2 separate regions of the Gossypium arboreum genome follow, and region 2 is linked to region 1. The links are chromatin contacts, called in public Hi-C maps. All regions are on one chromosome and are shown on one strand. The core of a region is the stretch at or near the end of the contact, and the rest is flanking DNA. Distances in the headings are between cores, read along the strand shown. Region 1 overlaps LOC108467065 (transportin-1-like). Region 2 holds the start of LOC108467158.

Region 1 (4,060 bases), core at 1,150-3,649:
TATAATTTTAACATATATTTACTTAAAATAGAATACCAACCGTCCATCACTATATAAAATGGCTTAATTGCCACTTTGAACCTTGAAATTTTTTTATTTAAGCCTTTTAACTAATAAATTTTAATAGTGATTAATTTTTACATTTTTATGATTTAGTCCTTGTACCCTAATTAACTATCCGTTCAATAAAATTTTTAGACTGAAATTCAATATAACAATAAATAATATTGTAAATATTAAATAATAACTTTTATTGATCAATTATTAGAAAACAGAGTTTCAAAATCGTCTTTTCTAATACCACTAAAAAACGAACTGTTACACTTGTCGTTGACTCTCGCCCTTCCTTTCCCACTCGATAGCTCGATGTCATCTTTAGCTTGATAATATTTTTTGGCCGAATGATTCAAGCTCCAGAAAATGGAGTTTTTCTATTCTTTTTCTCTCTTGGACGATGATGGAAGTAGATGATAATCTCATCTTTCTTTTCACTCAAAGGTTATTTACACTATCATTATCATTTAATTAATCTTAGTTAATTAGGTTAATTAGATTTTATTATAACAATTTCATTATTAACAAAGCTTAATGAAAAATCACTGATACCGTCCACTAGCTCTATGCAAACAATAGTTTAATTACCATTTTAGTCATTGGGATAGTTGCTATCTAGGCCCCTAAGCTTTTTTCTAATTAAAAATCTATAGTGATTAAATTTTTACAACTTAGTCCCTGAGTCTTAATTAATCATAATTTTAGCTAAATTGCCTAACCAAATTTGAATTCATCAATATACTAATTCGCAAATATCTCTATTCAATATTTACGAATTCGGTCTATAAAAGTGAAATTCTAAAAATCACATTTTTCGACACCACTAGAAACTGAATCGTTATATATAATTCTAAGTGACATATGGTTAACGAAATTTCTAGGGAAAAGTAGGTTGAACATTGACCACCCATTCTACACTACACTAGTGATCTAATCAGAGGTTACCAAAGGTTGGTTTTAGGTAAAAACCGCCAAGTAATGACCATGACAGCTTAGTGTGAGGTAGGCAACTGTAGTATAACACCAAGAGGAGTTGAAGAAAAAATGCGACAGTGACATTTGTGCATTTTAGCACTTGCCCTAAATTTAAAAGTACATATGTGTCATAAATTTTATATTAGGATTAATTTGATATAAATTATTAAATGTCATTAACTGGGCAATCTTTGATCGCTACATTTGTGATTTACGGTTGAATAATCAAAATAGTATTTTATTATGTTATTTACTTTAACTGCATTTATTTATACATTTTTTTTTTTTTTGTAACTTATATTTGTAAATTAGTTAGCAGGTGAGTCTAATTAATTCAAGGCAGTTACACATTTTTCCTGTGGATTCGACCTTTAGAATCATTTCTAATGAAGATATTTCATTGTAATTGTTGCTTGACAAAGATATTGTGCACTTGTAGTTATTAAGTAATTAGTGTTTTGAGACTTTAATTGAATAATTATTTCTTAAACTAAGTTTTTACATGCTATTCATCGCGGATCAAAACAGTAAATTAAATCTTCATTGTTAACTATAGAAAGTAAAATTTGACCCACCTAGGCACTCAACAAAAGAGTAAGACTTGATAACTTGTTATGTTGTTATAATACATAATGAAGCTTCAATTATTCAAAATTAATTAAAGAGTAGTCCCACTAACAAAGATTTCTTCGGCACCTAGAATGCCAAAGAAAGGCTCGAAGTAAGGAACTAAGTTGTACGAAAGAAGGAAAACACAACTTCTTTAAATCCTACTAACACAAGAAGGAAATATGTTAGTTAATGTATAAGAGTCAATAAAAGCAAATAAGCAATGAACCCTAACTCTTAAGTATAAAAAATAGGCAATTACGGTAAAATCTTATAGAACTACTATCCAACTTCTAATAATTAGTTTCGGTGTTTTAGATGTCCAAAAATTATGAAATTTTAAGAGAGCCAATAAATATATGAACATAATATTTGAAAATTTTTTAACTCGAAATTCAAATAGATAAATAAAATTGTATTTTTGTTCTTTTTTTTTTTTTTCTTGATGGCCTCTTTCTTGGTTTGTGTTTGCAACAAGGCTTTATTCTCAGACAAAAATATATATAATCAAACATGTGATAAACAATGAATCCTAAACTCTGATACCGACACATAAATTTAAGATTGAAATTAGAAAGTTCAAACAATCGAGAGTTAATTATTCAGAATTCCTAGCTAGCTATGGCGACGCCAGATAGTGAGAGCCCCTTTTTATGGTTGAACCATCTTGATATTTATGGAAATGATGTTGAATCTCAAGGTGTTGTTGAGTAAGCGCTTCCTTTGTTTCGGCACCCTTTTAGAGCTTATGATAATTATGTTTAATGCTAGATTTAATTGTGGGTTTTTAAAGGAAGGGGGTGAGGGCTTAGGATAAGGTACGGTACGGTATGGTACCAACTACCATAGTCAACCCCCTCTTCTTCCTTTCCTCCATTCTTTTCTGCAAAATTGTATCTATCTACATAGCTATTCAGCAAACACAAGTAATAGCCATTATCAAGTCTTGAAAAAATAGCTACTACAACCTTGCATGTCATAAGGTAGAATACGCCACTCAAAAGAATGACTACTACGGTGCATACAATAAAGTAGGAATAGATCATTCCATGTAATAAGATTCACATTCAGATGAGCCAAACATGAATTCATGAAATACCAACTAAATTTATTGTCAAAAAAAAAAAATCCACCTCCAACTCCAATAGTATGTTCCAGACCTTATATAATACACAAATAACACCCAAAATTCTAATAAGAAAAAACAATTGAAGCCCTTGTACAGAAAAACTGTGGGAATCCACAGATCAAAACCCTATCCCTAACTCACAAAACAATGAAAATAAGAGAAATTTGTCAAAAATAACGAATGCAAATGTTTGAATCAGATACCTTACCCCATGTCCCAATTACGAACACCCAGTAAAAACCACCTCTTCACCCCTTATGGAGCCAGCATATTCCTGCATGCTAAAAATCCATACACAAATACTCGACCGCTTCAGTACCCCCACCTCCTAACCAACATTTGCTTATAGGATGCTTATATGAATCGCAGCTCCAATACAGTCAGATAATGCACAAAATATACCAACAGTATCGATGCTGATAAAGACCTCTGAAGAACCACAAATATAATGTAGAATAACGACAAGCATGGATAACCAAGAACATCTTATACTTGATACTTTGAAAGTTTATCCTTCACAGGTGGCTCCAAGGCAGACATACATTGGTCCCACGCCCCATTCCTAAGCATCTGCAACAGCATTCATTGCCTGACTCAGTAAATGAACCTCACTCTAATGCATGTCATAATTTTGGATCTATGTAACCATAGTAAAAACAGAAACGATCAATTAAGTACTCAAGTTCCCCTTGTTTATTGCATAAATGAGAAAGAAATGAAGAAAATAAATAAATTTCCAATCAAGAAAAATGCACTAAACAAGAGATTCACAGCGATAGGAGAACCTATATGATTGCAAACAAACCAAAAATAAAAATAAAATAAAATACAGAAACATATAGACAGAAAAAGTGTACAGCATGTAATAACAAGATTTAAGGATTTTAATCATTTTAAAATATACCAAGTTAAAATAATCAGCAAACCACAAAAATCCTGCAAGGTGGTATAAAAATAATCAAGAAAAGCAAAGCTGACAATGACAACTGCCTACCTGTTTATAACCGTGCAAGACCTGACAAACTTCATTATGTAGTTCTTCACTCCTTATTTCCTGCAGACATAGAAGATGGTAAAAAGCTTAAACTTATACAACCCTCAAAAACAACAAAATAAAAGCATCCTTACATGCCAACTTGCAATAGCTTTGCACATGAAAACAAGTGAACTCAGAGCCCCTGATGGATTTGCCCTGACCTGAAAAAGTGCAGCATCATCCAAAAACAACTCAGTTTATCTATTCACTATTAATTAACATTATTAACAAAGCAGGTGCATACCATTGCACATAGG
Region 2 (3,645 bases), core at 935-3,434, 120 kb before region 1:
CAGACATATGCAGCTGAGGTTACTCCTGCTAGAATTCCAAAAGCAGATGCTCGTTGCCTATATGAAATATTGTCTGCCTGCAAATATGCATATAGCAAATTCATCCTAAAATCTCATCATCTTGTTTATTCTTAAGAATAGATTGATTTAAGGGTTATTACCAAATAAGCAAGAGCAAGGCAGTTAATGCTGCCTTGACAGACCATGTCAGTGAGGGTCTTGAAGGCAAAGTAGGCGTAAAAATAATTGGTCGTTCTGTTGCATGCCAATATAGCTGTATAAGAAGATAGTCATATAAGTTGAAAAACATATTAACCTTTGCAATGTTATTAATGAAAAAATCAAAAGAAAAGCAGAACTCACAACACTAGCATCATGATATGAACCACTTATTGGTATTAAGTTGGTTTATACGTACATGAGAAGTGTAAAGGACCCAAACTCAATTTTTTGGTTTGATGTGGAGTCAAGTTGATTCAGACCCTTCCATAAGTACAAAGCTTTCCTAACATTGTTATTTTTATCTATAAGACTCCAACTCAGACTTTATTTAATAGACCACTCGATCCAACAGATACAACCAAATTAAATTTTTGAATGTCAAGTTAAAAGCAAGCTTTGAATAATAAAACCTAGCAGACCCAAAGTCGGACAATGACACCCTATAAGCCAATTCAAAGATGTAAGCAAAGACATGAAAAGGTGACACATCAAAGCCACACAACACACGCATGCGTTAGGAACTTTGGCACATAGATAGTGACCCCATGAGGGCAGTGTTGAGACAATGAAAGCTGTGAAATCTATGTTCATATCATATATATTATATGTACATACATACCAAGGGGAATAATGGATAATGTCATAGGCAATGTAAGTAGAGCTTTTCTTCCATACTGATCCGATAGATTCCCAATAATTGGCATCATCAAGGCCGTCCCTAGTCCTATGATCTGCATCAATCTCAACTCAATTACCAACATCAAAATACTCGGAATCAAATCGGTTCATGATTTTAGAAAGCTTTCTTTTGATAAAGGAAAACATTTGAACTCAAAAATCAGATATCAAAATTAGTAAGTCTTTTGCTACTATACCCGTGACTTAATTGAAACAAATTTTGAAATTTTCAAACGCATTTTTAGACGCAAATTATTGTATACTGTCCAAGTCAAATCCTAAGAAAAATGGGAGTAAGTAGTGGAATTTTATCCAAAAAAAAAAGAGTTGAATTGGTACAAGAAGGCGACATGTTAAGATTGAATGACCACCCTTTTGTCTAAATTAGGACGTCGCCTTATTTCTATTAAAGTTTACGCAACAAAGGGGGGCCATAAAGCTAATATCTTTTCTTTTTGTTCATCATAAAAGCTAATGTCTTGGATTAATGATGTCTTGTCTGCAATATGAACCACATATGTATATCATCAAAAAGAAAAAGAAAAGGCTTCAAATGTCCAAAATGACATTGGAAGGATCTTAAGTATCAACTCCATGAAAACCATGCAAAACTGAAAGTCGGCCAATATGAAAAATAAGTAAGAAATGACAACTCAACGAAAGAAACTTGCTTGGTGTATACTTCTCAACATTTATTCCCCCTATCATTAATTAATGGGTAAATTACACCAACAGTCACTCATAATTGAAAGTAGAATGACTGAATTGAAAGCAGACATCAAAATTGAGTGACTGTTGGTGTAAATTACCCATAATTAATTTACTTAAGCAACTGAGATAAAACTTTGGTTTAAGAAAAAAAAAACTACAGCTTGAAGAAAAATCATATTAAATCCAAATCGATCTCAGAAGAAAGGTATTTTATGAAATAAACTAAACTGTAGAAAAGAAGAGAAATGATAAGACATAGCAAAGCGACAGATGAAGAAAAAGAAGAAGAAACTACAGCTTGTTGGAAACCAGAGAGGTAAATGGCGAGGGAGCATTCATCAGTGCCGGGGCAAAGGGCGAACATAGTAACATCGATGATGGCCGGAGCCACTATTATAGTTGAAAACCCTGACAGGAATACCGTGACGAAAAGATGGCTCAACGCTGTTAGATTCTTCTCCATCTCTCTCTTTTTCTCTCTCTCCAACTCCTTAGGAAGCAACTGTTGTGTTAAAACACTAATCTCTTAAATAGTTTAGCCACTAAGATAGAGGGACTAGCAATCATACAACTACCGTAAAATATGTGGACCACGTTACCCCTATATTTATTTCTATATATCAAATATATTTTTTAAGGTAATTAAATTTGTGACATAAGCATTCCTTTTTTTGTTTTGTTAATTTTGTTTCTCAACAATTTAGAAGGCTAACTTCATACTTCTCTTATGTATTTAATCAAAGTGCAGATATGGCGTAAATTAATACAAAATTTCTGTATCCATTTTTATTTATTTGTAACTTAAAATCATAACAGTATAAGAAAAGGACTAAGAGACCATTTTTTTTTGGGGGGGGAGGGGAACGGGGAGGGGGGTTTGCGTACTCCTTGATGAGAGAAATGTCAATTCTCCTAGTATTTGAGGGATGCAGGTTGTAATTGTCTAATTTTATCCAGTCCTAGATTACAAATAATAAAACAAAAATAAATAAAAAGTTTAAAATATAACAGTCCATTTACATTAGGCTCAAATAACCCAAAACAAAAAAATTCTAATGGCTCAGTGGTCCAATAGCTTAAACACTTTTTCAGCAAAATAAAAAACCTAGTCCTTCCTTAGCGCTGCTCCTCATGCCGAGTCAGCGTGTTGGCCGCTCAAAGCCTGACGCCTCTATTGCCGTTACATCAAAATGGCAAAGGTGCACGTCCCATCGCCCTTCGTTGACCGCGTCGATACCTGCAAAAAGAGAATGGGAAAAGACAGGATCAACAATGCAAGAACAGCACATGAACAGTAGATAAACAGTAGCAAAACAAAAAAGAAAAAGAAAAATAATATGTAAATCGGCTAAAAGGCCAGATTCAAAATGTAATATTTTTTACACGGAAAAATACAAAAAAAAACATAAGTTTCAAAAAGTAGCACTTTATTTTTATTTTTGAAACCCTAAAAAAAGAAAATACTTACTTGAAAATCACTATTACTGCCACCACCGTAGGGTATTTTCCTCCGAATTGAGAAACCTAAGAACCCTTTAGGGTTCTGTCGAAGGCCTTGTCGAAAAAAGGTGGAACCTTTCGATTTCTTTTCCTTCGGCCGAGTGTCGGTTAGGTTTTTGGGGATTTAAACCTTAAATCTGTGGTCTATTCAAAAAGGTGGTCTAAAAAGTTTGTTGGGGGGTTTTCCAACCACCGGAGGCGGTGGTCGGCGCTGCCAACAACCGATGGCCATAGCGGACAGGCGGCAGCCCTTGGCCGGATAAGGGACAGATCCGAGAGAAAAAAAAAAGAGTTCAAAAGTTTTTTTCTAAAACCGAAGAAAAATGAATTTTTTTTCTTAATATTTTCACTTGTATAGCCCCATAAAAAGGCGTCGTTTTGGGCTTCATTTTCAAACGCCAAAATGGCATCGTTTTAGACTCAAACCCAAGACTCGACCTGAAAGTTGGTAGGATCCGAGTATTTTCACGACAAAGGGGTTAATTGCGGCCCTAGTCCTTTTGCTTTTTATTTATTTTTCAATCCAGTCCTTTT

Evidence for each region. A called contact is a pair of places that touch in the nucleus more often than the background predicts.
Region 2: a contact with region 1 is called in a Hi-C map of leaf, with 2.5 times the contacts expected there. The contact joins the promoter of LOC108467158 here to the enhancer-like site in region 1. A contact is called at or near these places in 2 of 5 Hi-C or Micro-C datasets (both in leaf).

Annotation. Positions count from the first base shown.
Region 1 is chr2:103,223,745-103,227,804 of ASM2569848v2, reverse strand. It overlaps LOC108467065 (transportin-1-like), which reads right to left. Exons shown (of 29, transcript XM_053025088.1): 26 at 4,048-4,060; 27 at 3,896-3,964; 28 at 3,762-3,821; 29 at 2,726-3,337. The coding sequence ends at 3,254. Among protein-coding and RNA genes, the nearest start is that of LOC108467065, 11 kb to the right of the region's middle. Within about 2 kb of position 2,399, at least 2 of the 2 cell types and tissues checked have an H3K27ac peak or open chromatin away from gene starts, as enhancers often do. A contact at or near this core is called in leaf, where this site is marked.
Region 2 is chr2:103,339,917-103,343,561 of ASM2569848v2, reverse strand. It overlaps LOC108467158, which reads right to left and starts at 2,184. Exons shown (of 14, transcript XM_017767702.2): 1 at 1,907-2,184; 2 at 842-953; 3 at 162-274; 4 at 1-77. The coding sequence starts at 2,074.